2 separate regions of the Sus scrofa genome follow, and region 1 is linked to region 2. Evidence: chromatin contacts called from public Hi-C data. All regions are on one chromosome and are shown on one strand. The core of a region is the stretch at or near the end of the contact, and the rest is flanking DNA. Distances in the headings are between cores, read along the strand shown.

The links. Hi-C and Micro-C count contacts between places; a contact is called where the count stands out from the background.
Region 1: a Hi-C map of liver shows a contact between it and region 2, with 4 times the contacts expected there. The contact joins the promoter of LOC102162486 here to the promoter of HIPK2 in region 2. A contact is called at or near these places in 2 of 47 Hi-C or Micro-C datasets (fetal skeletal muscle and liver) and 2 of 2 datasets of contacts at active chromatin or transcription factors (alveolar macrophages and skeletal muscle).

The regions. Positions count from the first base shown.
Region 1 is chr18:10,330,745-10,335,507 of Sscrofa11.1, reverse strand. LOC102162486 (putative RNA-binding protein Luc7-like 2) reads left to right here and starts at 2,281. Exons shown (of 11, transcript XM_013990780.2): 1 at 2,281-2,784.
Region 2 is chr18:9,939,151-9,943,973 of Sscrofa11.1, reverse strand. It overlaps HIPK2 (homeodomain-interacting protein kinase 2), which reads right to left and starts at 3,439. Exons shown (of 15, transcript XM_021078554.1): 1 at 3,223-3,439. The coding sequence starts at 3,241.

The sequences.
Region 1 (4,763 bases), core at 1,032-3,531, 390 kb before region 2:
AACGATTAATAGGTAGGTGGGAAAGGAGAGAAAATTAAACATAAAACGGGTGAAACAAATAAAACCAGCGCTTTAAACCCAGGCATACATGAAATTAATATGATTAAATGCTTCACTTAAAAGACAGTGAGTATCAGATTATTTAAAAGGACCTATTTAAAAAAAATAGGAGATATGTCTAAAATGTAAGCAGCCAGAAAGGTGAGAGAGAGAAAGTGAGAGAACGAAAATCTCTTCACCAACACGTAATTATTCAACATTTTAGTGTGTTTTCCTCCAAGGATATTGTATACATAACAGTGCACTCCTCTAGGACATGTTTTTGTACTTTTTTCTTTTATTGTAAGCAGTTTTCAAAGCGTAATATTCAAAATATTTGGAGTTTGAGTTTTCAGTTCTCTGAATAATTGGTGGGAAACTTTTGTCAGTTACTAAACACTACAGTGATGCTAAGCTATTTATTGGCCCACTATGCTTTTTTTTTTTTTTTTTTTTTCTTCTTTTTATGGCCACACCTGTAGCATGTGGAAACTCTCAGGCTAGGGGTTGAATTGGAGCTGCAGCTGAGGGGCTACCGCCACAGCCACGCAGGATCCCAGCGATCTCTGGGACCTACACCATAGCTCAAGGCAACGCAGAATAACTAACCCACGGAGCAAGGCCAGGTATGGAACCCGCATTCTCAAGGTTACTAGTTGGTTAGTTACCGCTGAGCCACAAGAGGAACTCCCACTATGCATTTAAAGGGATCTTCGTTCGGAGTATGACTATTTCATGTTAACCTTTTTTATCTTGCTGGTAAATTATAAGTTCCAAGACAATGGTAGCTAAAATTTTGATGAAACAATCATAAAAATACCATTATATCCTTTCAAAATACCCTTGTCTCATTTTAAGGAGTTAATTGTTATACAAAAAAAAAAAAAAAAAAAAAAGTTTAAATATCAGGACAGGGCTCCAGGCTGGGCATTTTCTTTCTTTCTTTCTTTCTTTTTTGGCTGCGCCAGAGACAAGTAGAGATTCCCAGACCAGGGATGGAACCCGCATCAGAGCAGCGACCCCCACCGAGCCGCGGCAGTGACAAGACCGGATCCTTAATCCGCTGTGCCCCAAGAGAACGCTAGGCATTTCTTTTAGCTCACTTAGGCCTCCCCACAGTGCTAAGGTATGTATGTTTATCGCCATTAGACGTGAGATTAAGAAATAAACTGCTGAAGGTCCCAGTTAGTAATCCGTCCTTTGGAATGCAGGGTGATGGCAAACCCACAGGCTTTCTTTTTCGTTGTCAATGCTGCTGATATACTGAAAAGGCCTTACCCTACATATTTAACTTCGGCAGGAAAGAAATTGGCTACAAGATTACCTCCTTTCCTTTCTCAGAATACTGCTTAATATTTATAGTTTCTAATTTAGAGTAACAGCTTCCTGCTATATACGTTAACGATGAAAAATCCAAGGAGGTTAGATGGCCAATTTCCTAGTGTATTAATTTCGGGCATTATTTCCTGAACTTGACTTACTCCAGTTCTGGGGGCTTAAAGCCTCCCTGCTTTATTAAGGTCATTTTTTTTTTTTTTTTTTTTTTTGTATTTTTGCCATTTCTTGGGCTGCTCCTGCGGCATATGGAGGTTCCCAGGCTAGGGGTTGAATCGGAGCTGTAGCCACCCGCCTACGCCAGAGCCACAGCAACGCGGGATCCGAGCCCCGCCTGCAATCTACACCACAGCCCACGGCAACGCCGGATCGTTAACCCACTGAGCAAGGGCAGGGATCGAACCCGCAACCTCATGGTTCCCAGTCAGATTCATTAGCCACTGCGCCACCACGGGAACTCCTATTAAGGTCATTTGTTAAAGTCATTAAGGAAAATGACCCAGCTGTCAGATCTCCAGGGCTCCTTCCATAAGGGGTCGGGGAGCAGGGAGAAAAAGGTCGAGTCTACACGATTTTCAGGTCGGCCCCTGAAAACACGTTAACCTGTGAGTACTCATCAGGAATACGCCCATAAGACTGCTAACCTCAGTCGAAACGACGGGCATGGTCTCTACTTACTTTCGACTGGGGCAAACCCTCTGGCTAACCTGGGTCTGATTCGCCAGCAAGGCGTGCGGCACTGCCCTAACAGACCTTTTGGCGCCCCGGGCGGATCCGGCTCGCAGAGCCGTTGAGGCACCAGAGTCTCGCGAGATCGAGGGGGGGGGGTTGGCAGGAGCGGAAGAAGGCCGCGTGCACGCGCCCGAGAGCCGTTAGGGTGGAGCCCCTCCTACGCGGGGCGGGCGGAGTATATACAGTTGAACGCCGGTTGGTGGAGCCCCCGCGGGAAACGACTAAGCGCGAGGAGCGTGCGCGCTCACGTTGCGGCGACGGTGGCGGCGAGCGGCGTCAGAGCTTGGAGGGGGGGGCTGACGTTTTCCGGCGGGTGGCGGTGTTGGAGACGAGAGCTTGCTTAGCCGGTATCGCTTCTCTCCCAGGAACCCGACGGAGCGTGAGGGAGCGAGGGTCGCTTTGGGGGGCTGCTGCCTTCCACGTACGCGTCGTCTTGAGGAACGCAGCCCGGACTCTCCTGCAGCCCCTCCGGCTCCTTTTCCGCACGCCTTGAGGCAGCGGCGGCAACCAAGACAGCGTCTCACCTCCCCCAACCCCTTCCCCCTGCCCCCTCCCCCCCGCCCGAGAGGGCCCGGTCTGCGCCCCACCCCGGCCCGTCCGCCCGCTACGCCGCCGCCATGTCGGCGCAGGCCCAGATGCGCGCGATGCTGGACCAGTTGATGGGCACCTCCCGGGACGGTAAGTCTCTGCCACTGCCCCGGGGGTGGGGGAAGGGATCGGGAAAGCGAGGGGCAGGGGTTCCGCGGGTGCACCTGGGCTTGCGTGTGTGGCTGAGTAAGGGGCTCCCAGATTGGTAACACGAGGTCCCAGCTCCTGTCCCATCCAATCATGGCTGGGCAGGCGGGCTTGGGGGGCGGTGACCGAGCGGATTGGCGGGAACTGCTGCCAATGGGGTCAGGCGGGGCCTGGAGGCTGAAAGGAGAGTTGAAGCGTTCAGTGTTGACTTGGCTGGGACCGGAGAGCCCACGTCTCTCTTGGGTAGTCGGCCGGCCTGTTTTGTGGCTGATTGGGTACCTGGACCGCTAAAGCCTCCGTCCCCCTGAGCTAATTTCCGAACCCAGAGTTTTGGGATCATCCCTCGCCGCCGCCCTCCAGAGAATCCAGAGAGAAGTGACACCCCCTCTCCCCCGCCCCTCTTATCTGGGTCCGGAAAAACCTTTTTCACTAGGAATCCAGTCCCAGAGATGCACTCTCGACCCCCACAGAAACAACTGTTCTTATGGGGAAATCTGACCCAAACCATGGTTTCTTGAGGTGGGTGTGTTTGGCCCATTTTGTAAAAAGAAAGTGTTACGGCCTGTTTTTTCCGGGAGACCTCCATTTTGTTAGACAATTTAATAGAGGCTTTGTTCAGTAAATATTGACAAATCTTGCTTGTTGCCCAAGTAGAACCATTTTGAAAATGTGCCCAGTGAAGTAGAATTGAGGGAAACAACGATCCTTTTAGGCGCTTAGGTTAGAATTTGTGTAGAAAACCACTAATTGCTGGATGGATATCTTTTTGTCATAGAGAATGTCTAAATAAAAAGATAAAGTGCTGTTGCTTTTTTGGTGATGATCGTTAGTAATGTACTCTTTGAAATTCGATTCAAATCCATGCGAATATGAAGGAAGGCTCTAGTTCATTATCTCTTAAAAACAAAGCCAAACCCTTGCTCATTTTTGTATGTTGCTTGTTCAGGCAAATAGTTTCTTAGCCATTAAAGAAGTGCTTTTTTTTTCTTGATAAGTTATTTAAATTGTTTGACTTAAGAGAAAAGGCACACAAACTTTTGAATAGTCCACTGTTATAATTTCCTTAAGTGCTTTGCAGCAGAATGTGTGAGTAGATTAAAAACATTGAATTCAAATGTTTTTAACAGCGCATACTTTGAATCGTTTTTCAGTGTTCCTAGTTCAGTTTTAATAAAAACCCACGTTTGCAACTTTTCTTTATAGAAAATGTAGATCGCAAACCTGTTGTGGTTGTGTAGAGAAGAGGGGAAGACTGGGAAGGAAATGAATTTTATTTGTGTAGTAAATCCTTGCAAGTTAATATTAATTAAAAAACACCACTGGGGAAACTTCTGCCAGTTACCATTTTTTCACTTTCAGAGAAGAATGGTTTTTATAACTGCAGCATGTCTTAAATTGCTCCTTTTCCATTATGAAGATGGTGTTGAGAAGGGGCTTAATCCAGGATTTTGGCTGACCGAATAATCTTTATAGTAAAATTCTAAAACTCACTTAAGTCTTACTTTACATGATCCTTTTAATCCTAAATGGATACCTTTTTTGGTATCCTCTGTATGGATTGAATTTCTTAATTTTACTGGGAGGGTAGTTGGATCAAAGTAACTGCTATCACCTGCTAAATTGCAAACTACGCAGCCAGTCTGGTCTTGCAAAGCTGAATTAAAATGTGTGTGTACATATATATGTGTATATATGTATGTATATACATGTATATATGTGTGTGTATATATGTATATACACACACATTTTTTCCTTTGTGTGTAATTAGCAGAAACTTGGATATCTTAAAATCCACTCTGCTTTGTGTACAAATTTATATTTTTATGTGTCTGTTACTCAATTTTTTTTGCCTCCAGACTAAGAGGATTTACCATTGAAATCATGTTTACAAGTCCATGATATTATTTATCTGAAATGACTGG
Region 2 (4,823 bases), core at 2,190-4,689:
ACTCCAAAGGCAAGAGTTTGTATCTACTAACCCCAAACTCTCAGTCCATCCCACTCCCTCCTTCTCCCCCTTGGCAACCACAAGTCTGTTCTCCACGTCCATGAGAAGGTTCCTTTTCTATAGATAGGTTCATTTGTGCCATATTATTAGATTCCAGATATGTGATAGCATATGGTATTTGTCTTTCTCTTTCTGACTTACTTCCCTTAATAGTCTCTAGTTCCATCCATGTTGCTGCAAATGGCATGATTTTGTTCTTTTTTATGGCTGAGTAGTATTCCACTGGGCATATGTACCACATCTTCTTAACCCATTCATCTCTCATTGGACATTTAGGTTGTTTCCATAAAATAAGCCTTTTTAAAGAAGTTTCACTTGATGGGTACCAAGCCACTGAAAATGAACGTGCTATTTATAAATCTATCCTTAAAAGTAAGTCATGGAAGACCGATTACACTTTCCTACCCATTAATTCACTTTCCTACCTATTATCAGACTTACCCTGCACAAAGGGAGTCTTTCTCTCTAAATACCTGGCAATTCCAAATGTTCCGCCAATGCACTGGGGCCCTCATGTCAAATCCCAACCAGGGGCAACTATACCCCCATTTAGAGAAATAAGTACATCCCCAAATTCCAGCTGAAAGGCCTGACTTGTCATTATTTATTCTTCTCTGGAGAAGAAGCCCATGTTCAATCTTCCAGGAGCTTGAAAGCTATTAGAAATCACTCTTCTGGGACAATTCCTCAGGAAAAGCCCTGCTCCTTCAGCACACACACAAGGAGTCCATGTGCTCTGCTGGGGATCTGGTAAAAATCAGGTTCACTAAATCCAATGCTTGTCGCCAAGGAGGGAAAAAGGAGGTCACTGGAGTCTTAGAGGCACTCAACACAGGAAGCGAATGTGGGTTCCAGCAACACGATGTTTGACGACAGAGGTCATCCGTCTGTTTTAGAGCATGACCAACGGTCTCTTTCCACAAAGCCCCAGGGGCCTAGGCTTGTGCAGAGGAATGCTGGACTGGCTCAGCAGGGGTGAGGAGGCAGACTAGGAAAAGAACTACCGAGCTGTGCAGAAACTCTCGCAGAATCGAAGGGCACAAAGCACAGGATTAATGAAGACAGCACACAGAGAAGACCAAGGGGGACCTGGGGTTGACGGAGGTGACCACGGAGGTCACCCGGGACACAGAAGGCAGGTTTGCAAATAACAACAGGGAGCTCCCGAGACCTTTGAGATCGGTGCTGATTCTTAAGCCACAACACCTTACTCACCCACAGGTCTTGATCCGGAGTCCTGCGCTAAAAGAACACTGTAGGAAGGACAGGAGTGCCAAGTGTTGGCCTCCGAGGTATTTAGAATGAAAGGAACACGAAGGGAACCGCACGGTTCCCAAGACGGCTTTCGACAAAGTTGACAAAATACAACCCAACCGGCATCCCCGGCCCCCCTGTGAAAAGGAAAGCAGCCGTCTACTCTAGTTACAAATTCAATGCCAAGTTCCTTCTCCAATGCTCACCCAGAGTGTCCAGCAGAGGGAGTCTCAAAGAGGTACTTAATAAAGAGAAAATTGTTTCATTTTAACACTCCATAGACAGTGGGAGCATTGACTGTAGCCCCCTCCCAGAGACACAGGCGAACAATGAACGCCGACCGGGTCCTCCTAGCATGTTCATAGAGCCACCGGCATGCTCCATCCTGTGTGGTGGAGTGATCAGAAATTTCGTTTTGTTTTGTCGAATGGTTAAATGGACCTTGTGTTCTTCAGAATCAGAGAGGAAAGCCCCTGGAATAACATCTCTCTGTTGCCTTCTAAACAGGCCCCTTTGTTTCTAGGAGAGTCTGAAAAAAAATATTTACAGTCCATAGGTTATTTACAGCCTTGTTATCCAGGGCCTGACTGGTAACTTTATTCCATCCAGAACCCTAATTCATCTGGAGCCCTGGAACTAATAACGGATTTTCTTTTCAGATAAGTTTTTTTTTTTTAATCTCCCTTTATAACAGCGAGAAAACTATTAATGTGCTCCCTGTCTCACTGGCCACGAATGTTCTCTGGGTTTATAAAAGAATTAAAAGCCCCTCTCCTTGCCCCTCCTCTGTTCCCCACAAACCCTTGCCCTTCTCATTTGCTATTTCATCCACAGAATATCTGAACAAAACCGAAAGAAAGCCAGATGGACTGACGCTAAAAGTATGTAAAGGCTGCTATTTCCATGATTTCATGAGAAAAACATTTTCACGATGAAAAGGACTGGAAAAAAAAAAAATCAGGCACCCTTTGGTTCAAAATTCCTCGTACTACAAGCACACACATACAAAAAACACACCGAAGTGTAAAAACTTAGTTGATTCCGGTTTGATTTCGGGGTGGAAGCTGACAGAACTGACTGAAGAGAAACGAAAGAGTGCAGGGGAAACGCGGTGCTTCTGCCTTCCGTTCTTTTCTTTCTTCCTAAAGACAGATCAGATCAGAAAAAGCACCCAACGCCAGGTGAAGGTGCACGGCGCAGGTTTACCCAGATCCAGCGAGACAAACCTCCTGGCTGCCTCCCCGACCTGAAAACCTAAACTACATTCTCCCTTACACACGCTGCTGCGGGCAGATTTTAGCCAATTTCATTGTTCTGCCTGGGTCTGAAATGGACTTTTTCCCTCTCTCTCCCCCTCTCATCACCTAACCCGGTACATTCCGATCCGACAGCCCCCCCAAAACCAGAGGCTGGCGAAGAATAAAGGAGCGTGGGGTGGGAATGGAGGGAAATGGAAGGGAGCTGTGAGGACAGAGTGGAAAGCAGATCATCCGAAAGGTAATTTTCTCGCGGGGGGGTGGGGAGGAAAGCTACAGCGCATCACCTTTATTTATTACAAATAAATAAAAAGCACCGTCATGGATCGGTCTTTGCCCCGGCGCCCCCTCCCAATATCTTTTCTTCGGGCACTAGCCCACCCTCGCACCCCACCCCCCCGCCTCTTTCTCCACCCTGGAAATTAGATCTGTTCGATTCCGGAGCCCGGTCGTTCGCCGGGCAACGGAGGGGGCGGCGGGGAGGGGGCGGGCAGCCGGTTCGAGCCCCGGGGGTGGGGCGCGGAGGCCGGGCGCCCGGGGGCTGCGGGCCGGGGGCTGCCTGGCGAGGGGGCCGCGGGCAGAACAAAGCTGCGGGGGCCGCGGCGGCCGGGCGGCGCGGGGCGAACGGGGCCGGCGGGCCGGCGCCCCTTACCTTCGTACACGGGGGCCATCGGGGCCGGGGTGTCCGCGATTCATGGCAACGGAGAAGGGAACGCGGCGCGCGAGCTCGGCCCCCCCAGCCTCAGTCGGAATCTGCCATCTTGAGCCTGTGTCTCCGCTCTCGGCGCAGCCGGGGCCGCCAGCGCCCGCATCACCGCCTCACTTGGCCGGCGCCGGGGGAGGGGGCCGGGCGCCGCCGCCGCCGCCGCCGCCGCGGCCCGGGCCCTGCGCGGGGCTCCGGGGCGGCCGGGCGGGCGCAGCGGCCGAGGCCGAGGGCCGAGCGGCCGCGGCCCCCGAGCGGGTCCGCGGTGGGGCGGGAGCCGGGGCGGGCAGCGCGCGGCCAGTCCCCGGCCGGGGCTCAGCTCAGCATGGCTGTGTGTGGGGGCTTCGGCAAAAGTTGCACGGGAGGCGGAGGAGGGGCGGGAGGAGCCGGGGGAGGGGCGGGGGCGGGGGCGGGAGCGGCGGCCGAGCGCGCGCCAGCGAGCGAGCCGGGGAGCGGAGTCCGCGCGCAATCGAGCGCCGATGGCACGGATGCGAGGCGGGGAAGGCCGAGCGGAGGGCAGGAGCCGGCCGGGGGGTGGGGTGGGGGCGCGGATTAAAGGAAGCCGGGCCGGCGAGGGAGGGCGGCGGTGCGCACCCTTGGATTCTGATTGGCAAAGGAGAGCGGGCCCGCAGGGGCGGCCGCCGCCGAACTTTGCGTGTGCGCGCCGGCTGGGCGGGAGGGGCTGCCCTGGAAAGGGAGCCCCGGCCGGCGGCGTCTAGCCGTCGCGCACCTGGCAGGCGCTGCCCGGGGTCGGGGCGCGGGGGCGGGGGGAGGGATGAATGGAGCAGGGGGCGCCCGCCCTCCCCCGGGGGGGCGGGAATGCGAGAGTGGAGGAGCTTTTCAAATCCCGACGAGGTCGGAGATGCAGAAGCCATGCCGCGCTCGCTTAGGGAACGCAGGGTGGTCGCTGGATTCCTGCGGGAATCTGCTTCCGCCCTGTCCCCTCGGCCACGGGGTCCGGAGGGCACTCCTCCCCGCGCCTATCACCTGGGCGGGTGTTCCACCGACTTCCTCCCAGGCCCCTGCCTTCCTCAACACTCTCTCCCTTCAACTCTACACTCTCCAGACTCTCCGCAGCCCGGAGCCTCGCCAGTGCACTCCTGCGGCTTCGTCTTGGATTCTTTGGTAGATGCCCTGCCATCGCCCCCCACCTAAGACCTGAGTCTCCTCTTAGCCAGTGTTTTAAAAACTGTGGGTCGTGACGCATTAACTGATCAAGAAAGACATTCAATGGATGGCAATCAGCTATTTAAAATAATCAAACGCACTAGAATAGAAAATATTAGACCCCACTGCCCGTAGTAAGAGTAACTATTTGTTTCATAAACCTTCTGTTTTCAGTTATCCATACTGGACAACGATGTAAGTTGTATTTCCCTCTCCGCGTCAGAGGACTCAAAAAAGTTTAAAATCTGTATGTCGGGGGTTACAATAATGAAGGAACCCATTGTCTTCCCACTACCTCTTATCCTTCCCAACCTCCATACCCTGTGACAACCTTCTCCCCCCAAAATCCCCGAAGCCTGTTCACACACTTACCTAGTTTTGTT